Linked DNA regions of Mus musculus: region 1 is linked to region 2. A link is a contact called in public promoter capture Hi-C data. All regions are on one chromosome and are shown on one strand. The core of a region is the stretch at or near the end of the contact, and the rest is flanking DNA. Distances in the headings are between cores, read along the strand shown.

The links. Promoter capture Hi-C pulls out the DNA fragments that hold promoters and counts their contacts.
Region 1: a contact with region 2 is called in a promoter capture Hi-C map of embryonic stem cells, with 9 times the contacts expected there. The contact joins the promoter of Foxd2 here to the promoter of Dmrta2os in region 2. A contact is called at or near these places in 8 of 39 promoter capture datasets (cranial neural crest, embryonic stem cells, frontonasal cranial neural crest and 3 more), 32 of 484 Hi-C or Micro-C datasets (B cells, LSK cells, cerebellum and 11 more), 3 of 115 datasets of contacts at active chromatin or transcription factors (embryonic hindbrain and embryonic stem cells) and 1 of 9 other capture datasets (embryonic stem cells).

What each region holds. Positions count from the first base shown.
Region 1 is chr4:114,905,101-114,911,361 of GRCm38.p6, reverse strand. It overlaps Foxd2 (forkhead box D2), which reads left to right and starts at 2,464. Exons shown (of 1, transcript NM_008593.3): 1 at 2,464-5,082. The coding sequence starts at 2,541. The coding sequence ends at 4,019. Foxd2os (forkhead box D2, opposite strand) reads right to left here and starts at 2,105. Exons shown (of 4, transcript NR_030721.2): 1 at 1,704-2,105.
Region 2 is chr4:109,975,710-109,982,776 of GRCm38.p6, reverse strand. Dmrta2os (a long non-coding RNA gene) reads left to right here and starts at 3,165. Exons shown (of 4, transcript XR_868017.3): 1 at 3,165-3,839; 2 at 3,991-5,435; 3 at 5,664-5,850; 4 at 6,008-7,067. Dmrta2 (doublesex and mab-3 related transcription factor like family A2) reads right to left here and starts at 4,752. Exons shown (of 3, transcript NM_172296.2): 1 at 4,441-4,752; 2 at 2,368-2,922; 3 at 1-1,172. The coding sequence starts at 2,914. The coding sequence ends at 124.

The DNA.
Region 1 (6,261 bases), core at 1,215-3,714, 4.9 Mb before region 2:
GGATTTGAACTTCAGACCTTCGGAAGAGCAGTCGGGTGCTCTTACCCACTGAGCCATCTCACCAGCCCCCCAATGTTAGTTTTCTCTTTACTTATTGGGATGCTGGCAGAGACGAGCTGGGGAGGAGTAAGGATGTGGTTGGTGGTGTGGAGTATCTGAGTGGAATCTCGTGGGAGAGAGGGTACTCCATTAAGCAAAGCAAACTTGAAGTATGCAAGTGGTTGCCAGAACATTCCACTTCCAGGGCCACTAGTCTGTTCAATTTACTGTCCCTGTTTTGAGTGCTGGACCTATTCCTTTCCCCAGGAATACTTGGTTTATGCAGACCCAACACACTAAGTGATCCCCTTTTTCAGAGGTTCCAGAGGGGGCTTGGAGAATCCCTGCCTTCATCAATGAAGGTTGCAGTTAGATAAAGGGGTTCACCCATCCTTACATTTTGCTTACATTCAGCAAATTTCCTCCTCACTGCCTTACTCCCAGTTTATCCTCCACATACCCTCCATGCGCGCACATGCGCGCACACACACACACACACACACATTTCAGCACATGGTTTAGAGATGTTACTGTAGATGGTACTACAAGGTGGGAGACCACATTTTCCCTGACCACCTTCCCTCCCAGAGAATAGGGCACCCAGAGTCTACGCAATCAGTGGCCTTCGATGGCTACCTTTACATATTGGTCACACGGTAAATTCATCTTACTTTATTTACTTACTTGATTCTGAGTCAGGGTCTCATCTGAAGCTCAGGCTGGCCTAGAACTTGAAGCAAACCTCCCGCCTCAGCATTCTGAATGCTGAAGTTACTTAAGCAAGGGCTAACCATCGTGTCAGGCTTGAGGTAGGTGTTTTAAATTTTATTTTAGAGGAAGAGTCAGGCAAAAAGATTAAAATTAGCCAGGTGAGACAGCTGGAAACTGGTGAAACCAAAATTGGGATCCCAGCAGTTTAAGTCCCCCGGTCCTGCTCTTAATCCTGCGGTGCACACCAGGAAAGTAGGGCCCTGAAAGGAAGTTACCTAAGGAGGGTCACAGAGCGCTGGGAGTGCACAGCAGGTATTGAGGCCCCCTATGCTGGAGCCTTGGCCACTGTGAGGCGCTGTTGAGGCAACAGCCAGCCTCTGTCCAGTTCTTACCTTCTCCCAATCCCTTCCAGCCCCAAGAGGTTGAAATGGGCTCAGTATAAACCTGAGCAACTTGTTTCTGGGTCCTAGAGGAAGAGTAGGGAAGAGGGATAAAGATGGGCAAAAGAATCTGGCTAGCAGAAAAAGCATACTGGACCAACCTTCTGTGGAGAAAGTCCCCAGATAAAAGGGCAACACTGGCCCAGGGATGAGGTTAAGTTTCTTCGGGGGGACATCTCCGTGAGAGTTCTGTTGTAAGAGTCTCTAAATCCGGAAATTAAGAGCGGGATTGTTAGACTTAGGAACAAACATCCAGGAAAACTCAGTTTCCGCAGGATATGCACGGGGGTCAAGAGAGACAATTATAAAGATTGAGATGCTGAGACAAAAAAAAAAAAAAAAAAAAAAAAATCAATCCTGCAAACCCAAGCTAAGGACCTGTGGGTGTGCGGAGAATGCGGCGAATGCGGAGACGAATCACTAAGAGGAGTGAGAGCAGACGGTCTTCCTGGGGACAGTGGCAGGGCCAGGGCCTTGGAGGGGAAAGAGAGGACCACCGCAGACATTTCTCACCTATCTGAGTAGGATCTTCCGGCGCCCGAGTTTGTTCCTCTGGATCACTCTCTTCACTTGTCCTCCAGAACTCCCTTAGCCTCCAGTAGGTCCTTGTCCGCGGCGTCGGTCTGGCCATCTCGGCTCACTGGCGATCCATCCGCGCTTCGGCCCGGGTGGCCCGGGCGCCGCCTTGGGGAGATGAGGAGAGGAGGTTTGTAGCCACTGCCACCACCAGATGCAGCTGCGCCGGCATAAGCTTTGACTTCCAGTAACTGAGCGCACTGAAGGTGGTGGTGGCTCCAGGGAGCCACGGGGTTGCGGGAGCTGCGAGGAGAAGGATGACCCGCCTCCAGCCAAGCGAGCCTAGCTCCCGCCACCGCGGCAGTTTGTTCCCGCCGGGCCCGGGAGCAGAGGACCTCTGCCCGCCCCCTTCCTTCCCCGCCCCACCCTGCCCAGAGAGCTCCGCCCCGGGCCCACAGTTCTTCCGCCTTAGGCTGCCACCAGGCGGGAGGGACTAATCTCCTGAAGCCCCACTTATGTGTCTAGGGGCCCAGAAGCCCAGATTCGACCGAGTAACGGGCTGCTTTACTGCTCTTCTCCAGTGCCTGGTTTTCTAGTCCCGGGGCAGCACCGGTTGGGTGCGCCCTGCAGGGTGAAAGTCCTAGAGTTTCAACACCAGGGGGCGCTGAGGAGCTAGGGGACATCCCCTCCCTGTCCTCCGCCCCCTCCCCGCCCGCGCGCAAAACACACTGGTCGGAGAGGCAGCACGGCGGAGCCGGAGCCGCGGGCCGAGCGGAGCCGGAGAGCGGCGGCGGAGGAGGCGGCGGAGGAGGCGGCGGCGGCGGCGGCGGCACCATGACCCTGGGCAGCTGCTGCTGCGAGATCATGTCCTCCGAGAGCTCCCCGGCCGCGCTGTCTGAGCCCGACGCAGACATAGACGTGGTGGGCGGCGGCAGCGGTGGGGGGGAGCTCACAGCCCGCTCCGGGCCCCGCGCCCCTCGGGACGTGCTCCCTCACGGCCACGAGCCTCCCCCGGAGGAAGCCGAGGCGGACGTGGCTGAGGACGAGGAAGAGTCGGGAGGTTGCTCTGACTGCGAGCCCCGCGCTCTAGCGCCCCGGGGGGCGGCGGCCGCAGCGGGAAGCCCGGGGCCCGGCGTGCAGGCAGCCCGAGGCGCAACGGGGCCGGGGCCGGGACCCGGGCCGCCGTCGGGGGGCGCGGCGACACGGAGCCCTCTGGTGAAACCACCTTATTCGTACATCGCCCTCATCACCATGGCCATCCTGCAGAGCCCCAAGAAGCGCCTGACGCTGAGCGAGATCTGCGAGTTCATCAGCGGCCGCTTCCCCTACTACCGGGAGAAGTTCCCTGCCTGGCAGAATAGCATCCGCCACAACCTCTCCCTCAACGACTGCTTCGTTAAGATCCCCCGCGAGCCGGGCAACCCGGGCAAGGGCAACTACTGGACGCTCGACCCGGAGTCGGCCGACATGTTCGACAACGGCAGTTTCCTGCGGCGCCGCAAGCGCTTCAAGCGGCAGCCTCTGCCGCCACCGCATCCACACCCGCATCCTCACCCGGAGCTGCTGTTGCGTGGCGGGGCTGCCGCGGCCGGGGACCCTGGCGCCTTCCTCTCGAGCTTCGCCGCTTACGGCGCTTACGGCTACGGCTACGGGCTGGCGCTCCCGGCCTACGGTGCACCTCCACCGGGCCCGGCCCCACACCCGCATCCGCACCCGCACGCCTTCGCCTTCGCCGCCACCGCGCCTTGCCAGCTGTCAGTTCCCCCGGGCCGCGCCGCGGCGCCTCCTCCCGGACCTCCGACGGCCTCGGTCTTCGCAAGCGCGGCCTCGGCGCCGGCCCCTGCGCCTGCCCCGGGATCTGGCCCGAGCCCCGCAGGGCTGCCTGCCTTCCTAGGCGCAGAGCTGGGTTGCGCCAAGGCTTTCTACCCCGCGTCCTTGAGTCCCCCCGCAGCTGGCACAGCGGCTAGCCTGTCCACTGCACTCCTGCGTCAGGGCCTCAAGACGGACGCCGGCGGTGGTGCGGGTGGCGGGGGCGCGGGGACAGGCCAGAGGCCTTCCTTTTCTATAGACCACATCATGGGCCACGGTGGTGGCGGGGCCGCACCCCCGGGCAGCGGCGACGGTTCTCCGGGATCGCCATTCGCCGCAGCCGCAGGTCCTGGGGGTCAAGCCCAAGTCTTGGCCATGCTGACTGCCCCGGCCCTGACTCCGGTGGCTGGCCACATCCGCCTCTCGCACCCAGGGGACTCACTCCTGTCTTCAGGGCCCTCGTTTGCCAGCAAAGTCGCGGGCCTCAGTGGCTGCCACTTTTGACCGCACCGGGCTCGGGCCAGTTAGGCCCTCACTCCTTAACCTCTCTGGGGAGCTCGGCCGGTCCCAGCGGAATTCAGGGAGTCTATTTATGAAGAGTCTCCAGACCTAGGCCGTCGCGCGTTATCGGGCACTTCAAGCTGCAAGCTCAGAATGTCACCGGCAGTTGGGACGAAGCGGGCTCCCTGGCCTCCCTGATCTACGCAATAGGTTTAAAGCGGAGACCGCTTTTCTGTTTGAGCATCAAAAAGGAGAGCAGGAACCTTCTCTGTGTCTTGCCTTTGCGCCTTTCACAGTCAGAGAATGCTTTGGCAGAGATACGCCTGTCGGTTGTTGGATCGCGCCAGAATCACCCATGGCTTGAAAAAACCCACTGCCCCATTCCTTCCTCAACTTTGAGACCCGCTCATCCAATATTATAATTTAAAGACATCTGTTATCTGCTTTGTGCTTAAGAGAAATTTTCAAAAAAAATTTTTTTGGTTCCTTTTGCTGTTCTTCAAGGAAGCTGGTTCCCTCCAAGCCTAAGGCAGGCTCTTCACAGTCGGGAAGCTAAGAGAAGTGAAACGGGGTCTCCACAATCCTTGAAGAAACCGCAGAGCCCATTTCCCCGAGGAAAATGTTTTCTCTCTGGTGTTTGGCTGTTTTTTATTTTATTTTTTATTTTAAAAAAAGCCCTCTTTGGCTTTTCCCGTGGTCCATAGGCCCAGCCATCCAGGGCTAGCGGTCCTCTTGGCCTTCTCCTCTGCCCCAGGCCCTGTGATATTTATTGTAGTTAAAGGCAATGAGAGTGGGTGGGAGAAGAGGGTCTGGAGAGGTGGGAATTGGGTGGGCAAGGGCACAGAGCTGTGGCGGGGGGGGGGCTCCTATAGTTATATGTAAATATCTGTACAGCGGGCTGCCCCCCTCCCCAACGCATTCTCTGTCCACTGGTGTGCATTGATTTAGACTTCTCCACTTAGCGGAGACTCTGTGAAATCGTCTGATGGTCTGTATGGAAGAAAAAAAAATTGTCTCCCTCTCCCTCTTCATTGGTGTCAATTGAATAAATGTATGTGAACTTAGCAGCAGTCACCAGTTCAATCTGATTGCCCGAACTCCCTTGTCCTTGTCGAGGCTCTCCTAGAAGACCTCAAGCTCCCCAGCAGAGGGAGAGGGAGAAAGAGCTAGGTGAGAAGCTCAAAACTAAGGAAGCTTTGAGCTAGTCAGATGGTGGAGGGAGGCTCTAGACACTGCTGGGGCCTTCTGCTTCCAACTGGGCCAGGTCTCTGGAAGCCTGTGACCACTTTCATTTTCACTCTGGTACAAGGAAGGGCAAAAGCCTGGGGCTGGGCAGAGGGATTCTATTTTCTACTGCACCCCAGACGTCTCACCTTCTTCTAGTATAGATTTTAGTGTGGACTAGGCAGATTTCAGTGCTAAGTGCTGGAGCACTGTGGCTACTGAGTACTAGTCCATGCCTCTTGAATCATATTTTGTATGACTCTCCTTTTTCTGTGTGTGCAGGAGCTTTTCAATGAAGATTTTGGTGGTTTGGTTTTGTATTTGTCTTGGTCACCCTGGGATTTTTTGTTCGTGTGTGTGTGTGTGTGTGTGTGTGTGTGTGTGTGTGCGCGTGTGTGTATAAGGAGTGTATTTCAGGCATGTTTGAGTTTTTGTTTCTATGTGTGTCCATGAATATGTGCCATGACTATTAGTCACTGTCTAATAGGAGGGCATTTCTTTTGGCCCCTAGAGGGCCTTTAGAACCCCCACTCCCACACACTTCTGACAGTGGAAGGCTTTATTTAGGGACTGTACAAACTGAGTTAGAAAGCTCATCCTCACCCAGCTTGAGTGGGCTAGAGGATATGATCAACTAAACAGTGAGGGGGGTTCACTCTGTTAGGGCAAAGGTCTTGGTTCCTGGAGCCATGTTCACAGCCAGGAACTCCTGCCTCCTGGTCGGATTAAGACTATCCACGGTGCATTGGACCCTTGTGCTCTCTGCCTTGTGCTTGAGATTCCCAATAGCTAGATCTGTAACCATTGGGGGTGAAGGTAATGTTTTGGGTGAAGTGGAAGGTGGTTATCCCTTTTCTGTATATTCCACTGAGTTTGTAGGCGAAGCATGTGGGAGTGCAGGAAGAGGCAATTCTTTCAGCCTTTACAGAAAACTGACAGAGTCAGAGCAAAGGCTCTGTTTATCTCTTAAGTGAAGATAAACAACAGAGAAAGTAGAAGTCAGTGTCAGAGACCCAGATGC
Region 2 (7,067 bases), core at 1,916-4,415:
CCCAAGCAAGTCCCTAAAGCCAACTGTGAGCGGAGGGCGCAGGGCAGGGCGAGGAGGGGCCTGCAGCTGGGGGAGCAGGCTAGGTCGCTGTTTCGGGGTGGCCGGGCTGCCTGGCCCCATACCCTACTGCTTCTCAGGGGTGCCGTTGACCATGGGCCCGTACAGCCCGCCCCCGTAGCCGGGCTCCTTGTGCACCGCAGCGGCGGCAGCGGCCGAGCGGTCGCGCATGAGGTCGCTGAAGGCGTAGTCCATGGGCGGCCGAAAACCGAGTGTGGGCACCAGGCCGGCCGTGGAGTAGGGCGCCATGAAGGCCAGGCCGCGGCTGTGGGCCGCCGCCGCCGAGTAGGCCAGGCGCAGGGGGCTCAGGCCGAGCGGCGCACCCAGAGGGTAGGCGCCCGCGTCGGCGCCGAAGTGGCTGGCATTGGGCTGCAGTGGCGAGAAGGCGGAGCGGCTGCTGAGCGAGCCCAGCGCGCCGGGCGTCATGGCCCCGGCCAGCAAGGGTCTGTGGTGCGGGGGCGCGGTGGGCCCGGTCTGCAGCGGAGCGGGCAACCCGGCTCCCCCGGCGGCTGCGGCCTCCACGCGCCCGGGCCACGCGTCCTCCACCGCCGCGCTCACCGCGGCCTTCTCCAGCGGTGCGGCGGGGCCCAGGCCAGCCGCCAGGCCTCCGCGGTGGTGGTTGAGCACCTGCTCGATGGCCTGCACCACGTCGCCGCCACAGCCCTGCAGCACCAGCTCCAGGACGCCTCTCCGGTGGCCCGGGAAGACGCGCGTCAAGATGTCCAGCGGCGTCCGCTGCCGCGGCCCCGGCCCGCCGCCCAGCCCCGGAGTCGGTGCGGCCTCGGCTTCTTCTTTGTCAGCCTCCGAACCCGATTCGGAACCCAGGGGGCTGGAGGAGCCGGGGCTGTCCTCCTCGCCGCCACCGCCGGCGCCCGCGCTCCCAGGACAGCTGCCACCCGCCTCCTTGGAGGCCCGGGCCAGAGGCGACCCGGAAAAGGACTCGCCGTCTCCGTTCTCCGAGCCTGAGCCGGGCCGCACCTCCGGGGACGAGGTCCGGGGACCTGAGTCCGCGCCGTCGGGCGACAAGGGCTTCCCTGGCGGCGGCTGCGGACTGTCGGGGCGGCCGGCCTGAAGCAGCGTCTTGGGAAACAGATCAAACTTCTGCAATTTGGCCTCTGAGAGGAGGGAAAAGACGGAGATGTGAGGAGAGGTTAAGAACACTGGACCCTTTTGAATGCCAGTTTCCTCTTGTTCCTCTCCACCTCCCAACTATTCTTGACAGGGCTCTGGTTTTATTTTTACCTCTTCCCAAAGATCCTACAGCTCTCCCCCTCCTCCTAGGCTCACGCTTCTTCTGTGCCCAGACACCCCCACCCCGACCTGACACCCTGAAAACTTGATGTTCAGTAAGCTCTTCCTACACTTGTGCCCTAACACCTCCACTCCCTTCCCATCTCACCCCGCCCTAGAGAAGTGGCTTTGTCAAGATTCCAATCCGAGCAAACAGAACTTCTACCTATACCTCAGAGTATGTGGAAGACACTACTCACTCAGGTTGCCAGAGCCTTAGGCACTTCAACCTGGAGAGAGGGATCCTTAGGGGACTAGGTCCTTAGCCTCTCTACAGACAAAATAAATTACATCCTATTTCTTGACCACATTTTTCAAAACTCCTAAGAAATGTCCTTCTTCCAAAGAGTCTGAGAGCCGGGACCGTCCCATTGCCCAACTGCCTCCCTCACCTTCGAGTCAAAAAAGTAGAGTAGACAGAGCAAGGGAAAGGGACCCGAGAAAGAGCAAAAAAAGTGCCAACTATGAGAAACCCGGCGTGCCTGAGAGAGAAACGGAGCCAGAGCGAGGGGAACGCAGAGAATGTTTTGTCAGAAATGCCTTAGGAACTGGAGGAAAGGAATCTTGCTGAGAAACGAAAGAGGGCGTCTCCAGTACTTAGGGAAGTAGTGCGGATTAGAAGGATTGCCAGGGTCTTTTCAGAAGAGTTGGGAAGAAAAGAGAGTGGTGGCCTGTAAGAAGCTCAGAGCAGAACAGATGGGCGGCTTCCGGGCTGCCAGGGGAGAAGGCCCAGCTAAATGAGTTGGGCAGTAACTAAGGACCTGCCCCCTAACAAGAGTAAGGCTAAAGTGTTGCCTTGGGGCCTGGGGTGAGGGCGAGGAAGAAAGTATAAAAACTGCAGGCAGGGCAGAGAGTTTATGAGTGGGTGGAGAGCCACAGTTAAGTAGTTGGAGCATCTAGGGAAGGGAGCTGCACTTTGTCAGGGAAGGAACAAGCCACTAGGCCTCGCGCACCAGCCCTGTGTCCCCTGGGCTCCTCCTTCCAGACCCCACCCCACCCCCAGTGTGACCGTGCTCTCACCTGCGCCCCCTGCGCCCCCTGCACTCCCCGCGGGCGCTCCAGCTCCAGGACCCCCGCCGTCGGTGGCGCAAACCGAGCCAAAGACTTCGTAGGCAGGCCGCGGGGGGATGATGCCGTTGGCGGCGGCCAGCGCCAGGCCCTCGGCAGTGCCGTACAGCAATTGCAACTCGCGCGCCTCGTTCTCCTCCTGCGCCTGCTGCCTGCGCAAGGCCACCTGAGCCGCCATGACGCGCTGGCGCTCGGCGATGAGCGTACACTTGGCGCACAGGCAGTCCTTCCAGCGGCAGTAGCGCTTGTGGCCCTTGAGCGCGGACACCACTCCGTGGTTGCGGCAGCGCGCGCACTTGGGGGTCCGCGGGTACTTCTCCGCTGCCCTCAACAGCAGCGGCGGCGCCCGCAGCAAGCCTCCGGCCACGCTCACTGGTAGCGATGCTGCGGCAGCTGCCGCCGCAGCCACCGACGCCACCGATGCCACGGGTGGTCCCGTCGCTGTCGCTGCTGCTGTCGCCGCACCGGGCACGCTGGGCAGCTCCGAGCGCAGCTCCATGGCTGGACCTAGCGTGGGGAAAGTGGGGATACCTGAGTCAGGGTAATACAGTCACTAGGCTTAAGCACGGCCTGCAGAAACCCATTTTGGGAAACTTTGGTTGTACAAGTTTAACTAAACTTGTGGCTGTCAAACTGCTGGGGAAACGAACTGGAAGCTCCCTGTAAACAAGTACGCCCCCACCCCCACCACTGACCTCTTATATCTGACTACACGTGTAAGATTTCGTTTGAATCAGTAGTTCCGCCAAGGGGAAAAAAACAAGACAACGTTTGGAAGTCATTGGTGCAGTTGAATGTAAAGAGGATTTGGAAAGAAAATATTATGCCCAAAGCTTAGGTTAATTGGGGTGAGTCGAGAAAAGAGAAATATTTGCCTGAAAGGGACTCAGATTACAGAGAAAACTTGGGACCAACAAGCGGATGTCAAAGGCAAAGCAAGAAAAAAAAAAAAAAAGGAGCAAAATGATCCCGTTTGGTGGACAGGTGAAGAGGAGAGAAATGTGCAGGCGGGGTGAGGAGGTGAACAGGTTGGGCTGGGGTCTTAATTGTAGCTTTCAATGTGGAAGCAGAGGAATTCGAGCAAAAAGGAACTGAAGAATTTTTTCCTGTTAGAAGTAGGGTAAGAACTAGAAGACAAAACTTGGAGGCAAAGTTCGGCTTATGGCCCTGGGATCACAGCCAAAAGAATTCTGCAAATACTGTGGTCTGAGCCTCTAAAGGGTTAGTTCTATTCCACAGAACTGAGTGTAGGAGAGCTGAGAAGAGAGAAAAGCCATCGGAAGAAACTTTCTTTGGACTGGCCACCCTAGCTCAAAGATTAGTTGAATAACAAGAAAAACGTCCAGAAACAGCTGACAAGGCGACCCGGACTGAGGTCCACCGAGAGGGACAGCGCTGCTTAGGAAAAAAATCTCCAGCAAAAGGTAGGGCGGGGATAGGGTGAAACCTGTGGCTTGGGGGTTAGACTTTTAGTCTGGAGTAGTCAGAGGAAAGCACATCTTCAGAAAAGTTAGACTTTGCAGGAGCCAGAGTCCTTTTGCTCAATGCCTCTTACCCAACCCCCACCCCTCCCAGTTTAGGAACTGAGTCCTCAGACACGCCCTCCTCATCCTGGGACCTCTTGGGACCCCGCTTGTGCGCAGGTTCCAGAGTGTTGGTCTCAGACCAGGGTTCTGGGACTTGCACAATCCAGCAGGCCTCAAAGGAGGCCAGGAAGTCGCCTCCAAAACTGACCCTGAAGGGACCCGAGAGTCTCACCTGCGCCGCAGCCGCAGAAGGCCCAGCAGGCCCTGCTCCTGGCTTCCGCCGCGGCCTCCACTCCCCGCCACGCAGCCCGGGTCCCCGCCAGAGCCGGGAGCCGCTCCTGGGGTCCGGGTCTGGGAATCCCAGAGCACCGTGTGCTCCGAGGCCTCTTCCCCCAGACCCTCAAGCACTCAATGCCCAAGGCCCGGCAGGGCCTGGGCCTCGCCCTCGGGGGCCACCGACCCGGTCGCCTCCCCTGCTCGGCTGCCGGCCCTCCCCTACCTGCCTCGAGCTCCGGGCTCCTCCTCTGTTGGCGCAGCACGCGTCGCCCAGCTCGGCTCGCGCCTCGGCTCTCTTGGCCTCGTCCCTCTGCCCCCGGCCCCTTCTCTGACCACGTCACCCTCCTTCAGCCACCATGTCCGAACTTCCGGACCCCTCTAGGAACACAGCAGTCCAACACCCCGGAGGGGCCTCGGGGCCGGGGGCCTGGCCGAGGGCGGGCTGGTTGCAACCGGCGTCCCCTCGGTGCGCTCCGGACGCTGCGCTCGCCCCGGGCCGGGTAGTCCGGCGCTGCCAGCTCTCAATGAGCCGCTCGCCCGCTCTATTGTTGCTCCTCAGGGCTCCATTAGACAGAATTGGACAACAATGTGGCGCCTGCCATTGGCCAGGGGAGACAGTCGGCGCTCTGATTGGCCGGGCCCGCGCCCGGGGAGCCCCTCATTCTACAGTGTCCGAAAGATTCGAAACTCCGCACGCTCTGCTGAGTGCCTGCGGGATGGGAGGGGGCGCCAGGGAAGGAGTGCGCGAGGAGGAGCGTTGCAAATGTCGTGACAAGAAGTTTCCGTGCGCCCGAGAGCGTGTGAATTGCTCCTAATTACCGTGTCCGGTGCGCCTCTCCGCGTAGACGTGTGTAACCCCTCTACTCCTGGGGCTCCGGCTCCACTGAGCCACTCTCCCTTGGCCCGGGGCGCTTGGCAAGGCCTAGCTTCCCAAGTGGCCCCGGAGGCCTGGGGCGGGACAGGAGCAGGTGACAATTCAATTACCGCTGTCGAAGTGGGAGTGGAACCCGGGTGCCGGGGTGGGGGAGGGAGGGCGTTCACCGCAGACTTGCCAAGATGGTTTTTGCTGGCTTCCTTCTGACCGTGACCGTGTGCTTCCACGTCCGACGGGCTCCGAGGTAGTTGAGAGCCGGTTTGCTCCCTTCCCCCGCCCTCTATCACCTTTAATGCTTAGTTTCTTCGTTTGCAAAGTCCTGACACCGTGGGCGTCACGGAGTGGTAAGTGCGATTTGTAAGGATTTGTGTTTTCAAGCTAGGAGCCCCGGGAGGAACGTGGGTCCAAGCGCTGCAGCTTCTCCTCTCCCTGCGCCCCTGCCCTTTCCCTCGGCCCCCTGTGCCCTCCTTGCCTTTCCGAATTTCTTTGCATCTTGCTGCCCTTTTTTGTGGAATTCTTTTTGTGGCTGTTTGAAATTAACAAAGTTTACTTGTAACTTTTTTTTTTTAAAGCCAAAGTAAAAAGCCGCCTTTGCGACTCCCCAGATCCTCTGGAGGCTGGAGGAACCGGCCAGACGGTCAGACCCATCAGCCCACAAGACTTCCGCAGGGGGCGAGGGCACTGGACCTGCTTTGACTTGGCCTTCCTCGACCCGTGCTGACGTCACGGCCCGAGAACCCCCTTGGGTCTGCGGAGGAGGTAACAAGTTCGAATTTTGTATCTCTTCCTAGTTATTCCCATCTGTTACTGATGTTTAAATCCTTGGACTGTGTCACCCTCCAGCTCGGACTTTTCCTTTGCCTTTGAGGCTAACATTCTGTTACTCTCATTTTTGCTTTCTACTTTTCTCCTTCAGAGTAAAGAAAATTCGTTTAAATGAAATGCGAAACTATCTCCTTACTCCCTTTCCGATCCCTGCCGTGCGTTTTGGCATTGATTTTTAGAAACCCTTGGGCGTCGGAAGTCGGGTCTCTGCCACTGCAGACGGTCATCTGCTAGGCACCCAGAGCCTGCCTCAGGAGGACCCGCGACTGGGACTGGAAAGAAGAGGAGATCAGCAGGACCCCAAAACAGAACCATGGTCCTGCAAGGGTCAGGATGCGCTCCGCCCAAGGAGCCAACTGAGGATCCGACTGGGGGAGATAAGAAGGGGCGTTGAGCCTCAGAATCTAGCAGACAGCTTCCAGAAAGTTCGCCAGGCCTGTTTCAAAGGAGCCTGGACACGAATAATATAGAATAGTAGCCTGGTGCCCGCCACAGGGAAAGTTCTCCAGAGCCGGGAGAAAGGATTTGATAGGGAGTTAAGGGTCTCGAGATCTCCAGGGGCCAGAGGGTAGAATAACTCTGACTATGCCTGAGTGCTGGCCTGTGGGAGGGAGGGGCAGGGAGGCTTCGCGTGCTGCCAGATTCCACGCGAGGCTTCTACTCGCCTGCTTTTAGAGCTTTTGGGGGGAATATTTCAGAAAAAAAATGTGGACCCCCAAACAAAATAACCTAACCAGATCCGCTTAGTTTTCTGGGAAGGGTGGCCTAACTTTTCTCGCACCTGAGGCTTGCGCACTTAGATGTCCTGACACTTAGATGGAGACGACAACGGTTACCGGAACCCCAGCTCTTGCTTTGAGCTGGATCGAACCTGTTTTGTCTTGTCTTGTTTTGTTTCTTCCTTTCCCACAGACAGGGTTGTTTCATAGTGTAACAAGCCCTGCCTAGACTCGCTTTGTAGACCAGGCTGGACTCTGAACACACAGAGATCCGCCTGCCTCTGCCTTTCCAGTGCTGGGATTAAAGTCCTGAGCCACCATGCCGGGCTGAACTTCCTTTTCTTAAAAGGCAGGAGGTATCGCATCCTGCAAAACAGCTCAGGCCAAACCACAGGGTGTACCCCGATCCGGATGCTCTTTCCTCTAGTTGAT